Linked DNA regions of Sus scrofa: all the other regions are linked to region 1. The links are chromatin contacts, called in public HiChIP or PLAC-seq maps. All regions are on one chromosome and are shown on one strand. Each heading gives the region's core, a stretch centred on a gene start, on an enhancer-like site or on the middle of the called end of the contact. The rest is flanking DNA. Distances are from core to core; before and after follow the strand shown. Region 1 overlaps KIF3C (kinesin-like protein KIF3C). Region 2 overlaps RAB10 (RAB10, member RAS oncogene family). Region 3 has its middle 12 kb from the start of GAREM2.

Region 1 (3,358 bases), core at 109-2,608:
ACAGGGGCTGCTGAGGCTGGTGGCGGGGGTGGGGGGATGGGGGTTGGCTGTACCCAAAGGGCCTGAGGGAGGGTGATAACCCGGGCCGAGTTCCCATAGGGACAAGATACTGTAGGCTGCTCCCTTTGCTACTTCCTGCACACCCCTGACCCCCCCCCCCGCTTCATCCCCACCCACAGGTGCCAGAGTCCTCAGCGGCCTGCGCCCTCCACCACACCTGCCTCGCTGGCCCCCGCTGCTCTGCGCCCCACGACAGTGCTAGACCATGAGTGACAGCCTTCCGTCAGGCCGCCCGTCCCGCAGACGCCAGGGGCGGGCCGCCAGCCCTGGATCATCTCGCCTGCCGCTCGGTGTGCGTGTATGTGCGTGTGCGTGCCTGTGTGTGTGTGTGTGTGTGTGTGTGTGCGCGTGCGCGCATATGTGTGAGGGGGTGAGCATCCGGCAGGCCGTGCCTCTGCCAGCTCTTAGCCTCCTTTATTTAATTCATGTTATTTATTCGTGGAGCTCGGTTCCCGCAGGAGAGGCGCCCTCGCCCGGGCCTGCCCTGGTCACTGCAGCCTCCTTTCCTCCCGACCGTAGACCCCCGCCCCAGTCACACCGCCAGCTCCTCCCCGTCAGTTGCCCCCAGGAGGGAAGGGACCGGGGCCTGAGAAGAGGGTCCTTGTTCCTCCTGGCTCCCTCGGTCACCCCCATCTCCTCCGGCACTGACCGTGAGCAGCCCCTGAGCACTTCCCGGGACTAGAAAAATGCGAGGTGTCCTCTGAGGATATTCGACGTCCGTCCACAGTGTTGAGCTTGGGCTTCCGGCGGAGAGAGCCCTGCTCTCCACTTTCTGGGCCTCAAGTGACCTCTTTCGGCTTCTCGGGCTCCTCCTTCTCAAGGACTTGAGGGACCTCGCCGACACAGCCTATGCGCGTCAGCTTTGATGGGAACTCGCGGCTTCCCCAACCCTGCTTCTCGTCCACCTGCCCAAGCCGTCGATGGGAACTGTGAGCCAACCCCTTGCGGCCTCCTCAGGACCTGCAGGAAATGGAACAGTAATGGAGACAGTGTGGATAATCATCAGGAGACGTCCCTCCTCTAGGACCCTTTGTTTCTGTCCCCTTAAGAAGTAACTGTGGCCAACAAAGCCACCAGGCCAACTCCCCACCTTAGACATGCTGCTCCTTCCTGCTTCCGTCCTTTTCCCTGCAGCTGCCTGGATCCCCGGTGGTAATGGGAGGGATCCATGTCCTTCTCCCCTGGCTAAACAGAGGTATCAGTCTGTTGCTTTTCCTTCTCATGAGCGCAGGATATGGAGACCCAGGCGCAGCCTGCCAGCTCTGCCCTTTACCCTGTTTCTGATTCACCTTCTGTTGGGCACTGCTCTGTTCACCAGACTGACCTTTCCTTCAGCATTGTGGTCCCTAGGGAAGTACTCCTCACTGTCCTTTGCGACATCCCAGGATGTCTCCGGGTCTCTAAAGTAAAGTTCTACCAAAAAAAAAGAGAGGGAGATTAATTTTCATTGACTTGCCTTTTAAGGGTATATTTCAGTGGAAGGGGAAGAGGCAGTCATGAATCAGAGCAAGTGGGTTAGGCTCTCAGAACGCCCTAATAGTGGCATCTCCAGGTCCTAGAACATGATGAGTTTAGCTCTTGGGGTAGAGGCACGAAACGGACAGATCTGCCTGCAGTTTGGTGTGTGGGAGGTGGCAGTGGGGGCTGATTACCTGGTTATTCTCTTTCCAGCAGGACATGAACCCTTTTGCACAGTTCAGGTTCTGCCGTGTAAGGACCCAGCAATGGTTTGGTTTGGTTTCATTCAATGATGCTGTCACTGCTTCTGCAACTGCTGGACCGCATGGTTGGGCAACTCAATTGCCACTTGCTCCTGTCCTTCAAGGAAATAACCTTTTTTCATCAGAACCCAAGAGATTATTTGAGACCCAGGATTCAGATCAGAGGTTCGGTTGTGGCTGGGACAGGAGTGGTATGTAGAAGGGTCCCAAGTGGGAGAGGCATTGAGCAGCCTCTCCCACGGACCTCTCGTTGGTGGATGAAGCCGCACGCGTTACCCCCATTCATCACCAGGACGCATCGACTCTGCACTGTCTGATCACTTGACCCTCATAGTCTTATAGCACAATATACCCAACTTCACCCCACCCCAGCCTCAGGGCTGGGCCCAAGGTGTGCTCAGAGGAGGAGCTCCTGCCTGCAGTTTTGTGTACGTGTGTATGTGTGTGCGTGTTTGTGTGTGTTTACCTCCACAGGGGACACTCTGCACTTGGTGTGAGATATGCTGGGAACAGGGCCACCGGGGTGGCTGGATCTCGGTCCCTCTGTCTCTCTCTTCTCTTCCTTTTGATGTATCACACATTTGGTTGACAAAGTGAGGGCCTTGATTTGGACCAAATTTCCATGTCTGTTGCTGTGGTCTTCATTTAGGACAATGATTAACAAAGCCGTGGCCCCTTCTCGTCACTCTATACATATGACTATACGGGACATATGTAATATATAAATATATATATAAAATATTACCCTCTGTCTCCTTGGCTTAGGATGAGATCTCTCTGTTGAGCTGAAATGCACCTGCAGCTCAGTGCTGCCAGCAGCCTGCAGGCCCCAGCCCTGTTCAGATTAACACAGTCCGAAATAAAGGAATGAGTATCGTTACATAGTTGGTTGCCTGCCTTCTCTTCCCTTTGATTCTTCCTACTTGTCTTTTTTATGTCCTCCTCTCTCTCTCTTCCATGTTTCTTCCAAAAAGGGTTCAAGAGGATAGGGAGTCCGGCTGCAGGTATCAGCACCCTGGGGAAGAACCAGCTGCTTAATGGACGGGGATCTGGCCGACCAGCGGGGGGGGGAGAGCTGGAGCTCAGGCTCCGGTCTGAAGTCTGTGTCTGCACTATAGCAGCGGCTGTTCGGGTTCTAGGCTAGTGGTCCCCTCCCAGTTAATTCTGAGCTAGAGTAGATTTCAGAGCTGCCTAGATGCTGTCCAGATTAGCTGTCAGTATCATGTGATGGCTCTGCCTGCTTGCTCCTCCATTTATCAGCCAAGAGAGATTAAAACCAGCAATCCTGTGTGTAAAGCCCATGGATATGCCTGGCACATGGTGGGTGCTGAATTAAAACAAAGGAAGTTCCCATGTGGTGCAGTGGGTTCAAGATCCAGCTGTGGCGCAGGTTCGATCCCTGGCCCGGGGAACGTCCCCATGCCATGAGTCCTGCCAAAACCAACCAGCCAAAAAAACCAAAGACTCTCCTTTCTTCAAAGGGCCGCTTTCCCTCCCTCTGGGTTCTAGCTGTGGGCTCTCTGTAGCGTAGAAGCCTTACAGGAGATGAGAAGTAGTTGCTGCTAAAAAACAAAACA
Region 2 (3,315 bases), core at 45-2,544, 130 kb before region 1:
CTCAAGCCATCACACAGACAATGCCTATCATTAACCCACTGAGCTACAACAGGAACTCAAATTTTTAAATCAAGTTGTCTTCTTATTAAGCCATAAGAGTTCTTTACAGCTTCTGGATACTAGATCTGTATCAGATACATAATTTGCAAATATTTCCTCCATTCTGTAAGCTTTCTTTGCTTTCTTAATTTCCTTTGGTGCATAAAAGTTTTCAATTTTGACAAAGTCCAATTAAATTATATATTTTTCTTTTGCTGTATGCTTTTAAGTCCACTGATTTTAATTTTTGAAATTTATGAGGTGGAGTAATAAGTTCCTGGGAATCGAGAAATCATTGACAAAACCAAAGCTAAATTCAACTTTTTGCAACCACATGTTTGAGTTCTTTTTATCGCTGAATAGTATTCCGTTCTGTATATACACCACATCTTAATCCATTCATCTGTTGATGGATATTAGGTTGTTTCCATGTCTTGGCTCTTGTGCCAATATTTATCATTTATCCTCTTCATTTCTTTGTGTAGATGTGAGTTTCCTAGTGGAATGCTTTCTTTGCCCTGAAAAACTTTAACATTTTCAATAGCACAAGACTTCAGGTAAGAAAATCTCTCAGCTTTTGTCTGGAAAATGTCTTTCTTTTGGTTTTTGGGTTTTTTGTTTGTTTGTTTGTTTGTTTTTTTGTGTGGCCTCTTTAGGGCTGCACCACGGCACATGGAGGTTCCCAGGCTAGGGGTCAAAATGAAGCTGTAGCTGCTGGCCTACACTACAGCCACAGCAATGCCAGATCTGAGCCACATCTGTAACCTACACCACAGCTCACAGCAATGCTAGAACCTTAACCCACTGAGTTAGGCCATGGACCGAACTTGTGTCCTCATGGATGCTAATCAGGTTCATTTCCGCTGAACCACCACAGGAACTCCTTGGCTTCATTTTTGCTTTTTTGTTAGGACTGAATTCTAACAACACATTTTTCCTTTCAGAGTTTTAATATGTAATTCAATTGTCTTCCAGCTTCCATTGTTTCTTTCTCCACCCCACCCCCCGCCCCACTTTGGGAGAAATGTAGATTTAAGAAACTTTTTTTTACTTCGAAATTATTTTATAGAAAAGTTGCAAAATAGCTCAGAGTTCATGCATACTATGCATCCAACTTCTGCTAATATTAACGCTAACATCACCACAGTACTTTTATCAGAAACAATAAAGTGACACCAGGGAGTTCCCACTGTTGCAAAGGTTTGATCCCCAACCCAGCACAGTGGGTTAAAGATCTGGCATTGCCACAGCTATGGCACCATTCAGTTTCAGTCCCTAGCCACAGAACTTCCATACCAGGGTGTGTGGGAGGAAGACACTGGTACCATGCAAGTGATTTAACTACAGACCTAATCCACCAATTTTTTCATGAACGTTGTATCCAATTCAGGTTCCCACTTTGTATTTAGCTGTCATGTGTCGTTACTCTTGTTTGATCTGTGAGTTCCTCCATCTTTTCTTGTCTTTCAGGACTTTGATACTTTCAAAGCATATCAGTCAGGTATCTTATTGAATTCTCCCTCAATTTGGGTTTATCTGCTGTCTTCTCATAATTGGAGTAAGGTTTTGCATTTTTTGGTAAGAATACCACAAAATACCACAAAGGTACTGTTTTGCTTTCTCAGTTCATTTTATCAAGGAGTATATTATGTGAATGTCTTTCTATGGTATTAACCTTGATGACTTAAGATGTTGTCTGGAGAGTTTCTCTCTCCACTGTAAATTTATTATTTTTATTTATTTATTTATTTATTGGTCTTTTCTAGGGCCGCTCCCACAGCATATGGAGATTCCCAGGCTAGGGGTCTAATCTGAGCTGTGGCTGCCAGCCTATGCCAGAGCCACAGCAACATGGGATCCAAGCCGTGTCTGCAACCTTTACCACAGCTCATGGCAACGCTGGATCCTTAACCCACTAAGCAAGGCCAGGGATCGAATCCACAACCTCATGGTTCCTAGTCGGATTCGTTAACCTCTGCACCACGACGGGAACTCCTCCACAGTAAATTTATTGTTTTTCCCTTTGCTATCAATAAATTTCTTGGACAAAATACTTTGGGACTATGCAGCTCTTTCTCACCACACCTTCATCCTCTGATTTTACCTCCTATCACAACCTGTGACAATTATTACTGTAGTATTTAACTAATAGTGATTTTGTGTTTCAGTCATTGCTTCACACTTACTAATTGTAATTTTTCATTTACAATTTGTCCCTTTCACCTACTACCTACCCTGCTTGTTTGTTTATACATACCAATATGGACTAATGGCTATTTTAATTTATTGGTAATAATGCAATACTATAATTATTTCATTCCAGCTCTGGGCAGTAGAAAAGCTCTTTCAGGTTAGTTCATACATCCTTTTGACATATCCCATTCATTTGGGAGCACTTCTTTGTCTTCTGGCACCAAAGATGCTCCAGGATCATCTCATATTTCCTATACCCCAGTTCTAGAATCAAGCCGTTCTTTAAAGAGCCCCAGTTCCCTTTACTGAAAAATTGTATGTAAAGTCCGAGATCTGGGCACCAGGCAGGCTCACTGCTACTGAAGTGTCACTGTTTCTTCCAGGCCTTTCCAGAGGACAGAGTGAGAAAATACATTTGTGCATACTGATCCAGCATATATACACATCTCTATTTCCATAACCATCTGCACATATAATACATAAAACCAGGAGTTCATACTAATAATTCTGATTCCAATTGAACTAATCTTCTTTTCCTTACCTGTAACCTCTTTCTTCAACAATTAGAAACCTGGCTCTCATTACCTAAAATGTATTTACTTATTTGTTTAATCCTAGTATATACATAAAATAGTTTCCCTCACCTCTGTGAAAAATCAGATTAACTAAAATATATGTTTACATTTCTTTTTATCTTTAGTCTTACAATAACCAGTTAAAATACTGTTTTCTAAAGTTACTTTTATTATTCTTTTCTTCCTCCTCAGTGTGGTTATGCTGCTCATTTGCTGGCTTATGCTGTTTAATGAAAAGTCAACAGTTGTTCATACCTTTGTCCCTCTGTGCTTTTTTTGCTCTGGCTTCTTTTAAGATTTCTCTTTGTGACTGACTTTTAGCCACTGGATTAAGATGTGTCTTGGAGTTCCTGTTGTGGCTCAGTGGTTAATGAATCCAACTAGGAACTATGAGGTTGCAGGTTTGATCCCAGGCCTCGCTTCAGTGGGTTAAGGATTTGGCACTGCTGTGAGCTGAGGTGTAGGTCACAGACACGGCTCGGATCCCGGGTTGCTGTGGCTCTGGTGT
Region 3 (3,447 bases), core at 200-2,699, 180 kb before region 1:
CCAATGAAAAGGCACTATACTTTGAATTCCCACCTTCGTCCAATGGAGGCTTTGTTTATAACAGCCCTTCCCCATTATCCCTTCCCCGCTATAAAAGTTTGCTCTCCTTTGCTCTCCAGACTTGCATGTGGTTCCCTGTAGATTGCATGTCCCAAATTGCAGTTCTTTCGCAGTTCCTGAACAAACCCATTTTGCGGATAAAAACAGCTAGCTGTTTTATTATTTTAGGTCAACAATGCTTACAAAAGAATTTAATTATTGGGGAAATTTTCACAGGATAGTGTTATGTGGAAAAGTCACAATATAACCTTTCATGAATGAATGAAAGAACTACAAGAAAAGGAAAATTAAAGGAAACATGCTGTAATTTTCAAAGTGTTTGGGTCATGAATGAATGATGTTGTCTCTCTGCTTTCTAAATATTTTCTAAAGTTTGACATGGCAAGGAGGCACTTGTTTGATAATTAGAAGCCAGTGTCAAACTTATAAACGAGGGAATGGGATTGGTGGCATTTGGGTCCCTGCCTACCTTCAACGTTCTGATAGTTGAATATTCATCAAGCAGGCATTTCACTACTCAGCAAAGCTTGTCCCCTCTGGGGTGAAGGCCTGCTGGGCTCTGGGAGAAAGGAGGTCCAGATAAGTGTCCATGGGAGAGCAGGTCCCCCACGGTGGGGCAAAGCCACATCACCGCCTCATAGGCACCCAGGGAGAGGACCACTCTGTGCCCTCATTCCATCTGTTTCTTTGATAAAAGAAATTCTCTTACTCCCTCTTTAGTTCAATGTTAGGCACTTATTACTTGCACAAAATATCCAAGGCCCTTTGATTTATGTCATTTCAACATTTTGTTCAAAGTGTTTTCAATTCTCCTTCAGATTGTCTTCTGCAATATTAAAGACTGTATGGTTTTTTTTTGTTTTTTTGTTTTTTTGTTTTTTTGGTCTTTTCTAGGGCCTCAACCGAGGCATATGGAAGTTCTCAGGCCGGGGGTCTAATCAGAGCTGTAGCCGCTGGCCTTCACCAGAGCCACAGCAACGTCAGTTCCAAGCCAAGTCTGCGACCTACACCACAGCTTATGGCAACGCCGGATCCCTAACCCACTGAGCGAGGCCAGGGATCGAACCCGAAACCTCATGATTCCTAATCGGATTCATTAACCACTAAGCCATGACGGAAACTCCAAGACTACATGATTTTTTTTTTTTTTAATTTTATGGCCACACTGGTGGCATATAGAAGCTCCCAGGTCAGGGATCAGGCCCATGTCACGGCAGTGACCTGAGCCACAGCAGTGACAATGCCAGATCCTTAACTACTAGGCCACCAGGGAACTCCTGGAGTATACAATTTAAATAGTATTAAAGCTGACCCAATGAGTGACTCCAGCTATGTATTACACAGACTTGGGATTGTGACTTGTCCTCAGGTATCTGTCAGCTGAATGCTCACATGGTTGGCGGCAGGGCTGTGGTCACATCATTCTTAGAGCAGTTGCCTGCAATGTGCAACAGAAATAGGAAGCTAGAATTTTAAGTTTTGGTCAATAGTGCTGAACACAGTAAATCAAACTCTGCCTCTAATAAATTGGATATTTTTTTAGTGGATATGCTTTGTTTTTGAGTAAACAGTGCATGTTTATCCAAAACAAAACATTTTGACTCTAAATACTACTTTAAGCTTAAGAGAAATCACAAGTGATCATTTCATTATTTTCATTATTCCATATTTTTTATTTGTAAAATTTCTTCTACTTAAGCTTCATAGTCACTAAGTTTGTTTTGTTTTGGTTTTGGTTTTTTGTCTTTTTAGGTCACCCAAGACATATGGAGGTTCCCAGGCTAGAGGTCAAATTGGAACTGTAGCTGCTGGCCTACGCTACAGCCACAGCAAGGCCAGATCCGAGACACATCTGTGACCTACACCACAGCTCATGGCAATGCCGGATCCTTAACCCACTGAGCAAAGTCAGGGATTAAAACTGCGTCCTCATGGATACTAGTCAGTTTCATTTCTGCCAAGCAGCAACGGGAACTCCTAAGATTTTTTTAAAAGATGTTTTTAAACTGAAGCTTCACTATCCTTTTCATATTTTGCTTTTAAATGGTGGGGTTTATCTTCATGATATAAATTTCAGAACCCTTTAAAAATGCATTTATTCGTAAACTTCCTTTGTGGCACAAAGGAAGGATCCAGCACTGCTGCAGCTATGGCACAGGTTTGATCCCTTGCCCAGAAACTTCCACAGGCTGTGGGTGTGGCCAAAAAAACAAGCAAATAAACAAACCAATCAAAAATGACTTTATCCAGGAGTTCCTGTTGTGGCACATCAGAAACGAATCCGACTGGGAACCATGAGGTTACGGCTTCAATCCCTGGCTTTGCTCAGTGGGTTGAGGATCCGGTGTTGCCGTGAGCTGTGGTGTAGGTTGAAGATGCGGCTCAGATCTGGTGTTGCTGTGGCTGAGGCGTGGGCTAGCAACTACAGCTCCTATTAGACCCCCTAGCCTGGGAATCTCCATATGCCATGGGTGCGGCCTACCAAAGACAAAAAAAAAAAAAAAGGACTTTATTTAAATAATTTTTCACAAGTGAGATTTTTGTGCTACTTGTCTTTCATACCATTCAGAAGCACACTTGTCTGAATAAACATTTCAAATGGCCTTGGTATCATCTGGGTCCAAATGACAGCAAATACTGAGCCAGAACTGTAGAAATTGTCCAGCCTCTTCTGGGTAAATCAAGTCAACGAACTAGCTCAGGCTCTGACAGCTTCGCCTTTGTCTGCTGAGACAGATTGTCCGAAAATTCCACTGAAATTCCAATCCAAGCAATAAGACAAATAGATCAATGGAAGAGAATACAGAGCCCAGAAATAGACACAGGCAAATACAGTCAGCTGATCTTTGACAAATGAGCAAGGTAATCAAATGGTGAAAGAAATAATAGTTTCTTCAACAAATGGGACTGGAACAAGAGGACATCCACGGGCAGAGAGAGGGAATAGCTAGACCCACAGCTTACACCCTTCCCCAAACTTAATTCAAAATGGCCCATCGACCTAAATGTAAAATACAAGACAACGGAACTTGCAGAAGATAACATAGGAGAAAAATCTAAGTAAGCATGAATCATGAAAGAAAAAAACTGCTAAGTTGGACTTTGCTAAAATTAAACATTCTTCTCTGCTCGTCTGGGCAATAGATAGAGCCTGGACAATTTTCATGTTCCATTGGTCTCTATGTCTAACTTTACCCCACGACCATATTGCCTGGGTTTTGTTCTTGTTTTTTTATTGAGATGTAATTGACACATAACATTATTAGTTTCAGGTGTACAACACAATGATTTAATATTTGTATACACTGAGGCATGATCAGCCCAATAATTCTAGTCACCATTCATCACCATACGGAGTTACTGATGTTTTCTTTGTGACGAAGATGT

What was found. HiChIP or PLAC-seq counts read pairs in DNA pulled down with a chosen protein or histone mark.
Region 2: a contact with region 1 is called in an H3K27ac HiChIP or PLAC-seq map of alveolar macrophages. The contact joins two enhancer-like sites. A contact is called at or near these places in 1 of 47 Hi-C or Micro-C datasets (embryonic fibroblasts) and 2 of 2 datasets of contacts at active chromatin or transcription factors (alveolar macrophages and skeletal muscle).
Region 3: an H3K27ac HiChIP or PLAC-seq map of alveolar macrophages shows a contact between it and region 1. The contact joins two enhancer-like sites. A contact is called at or near these places in 1 of 5 promoter capture datasets (fetal liver), 11 of 47 Hi-C or Micro-C datasets (blood, embryonic fibroblasts, fibroblasts and 6 more) and 2 of 2 datasets of contacts at active chromatin or transcription factors (alveolar macrophages and skeletal muscle).

What each region holds. Positions count from the first base shown.
Region 1 is chr3:113,011,968-113,015,325 of Sscrofa11.1, forward strand. It overlaps KIF3C (kinesin-like protein KIF3C), which reads left to right. Exons shown (of 11, transcript XM_021087735.1): 11 at 180-2,665. The coding sequence ends at 273. Among named protein-coding and RNA genes, the nearest start is that of ASXL2, 31 kb to the right of the region's middle. Within about 2 kb of position 1,359, at least 3 of the 83 cell types and tissues checked have an H3K27ac peak or open chromatin away from gene starts, as enhancers often do. A contact at or near this core is called in alveolar macrophages, where this site is marked.
Region 2 is chr3:112,879,392-112,882,706 of Sscrofa11.1, forward strand. The region is part of intron 1 of RAB10 (RAB10, member RAS oncogene family); the gene reads right to left. Among named protein-coding and RNA genes, the nearest start is that of RAB10, 43 kb to the right of the region's middle. Within about 2 kb of position 1,295, at least 1 of the 83 cell types and tissues checked has an H3K27ac peak or open chromatin away from gene starts, as enhancers often do. A contact at or near this core is called in alveolar macrophages, where this site is marked.
Region 3 is chr3:112,827,907-112,831,353 of Sscrofa11.1, forward strand. No RefSeq gene overlaps it. Among named protein-coding and RNA genes, the nearest start is that of GAREM2, 12 kb to the left of the region's middle. Within about 2 kb of position 1,450, at least 1 of the 83 cell types and tissues checked has an H3K27ac peak or open chromatin away from gene starts, as enhancers often do. A contact at or near this core is called in alveolar macrophages, where this site is marked.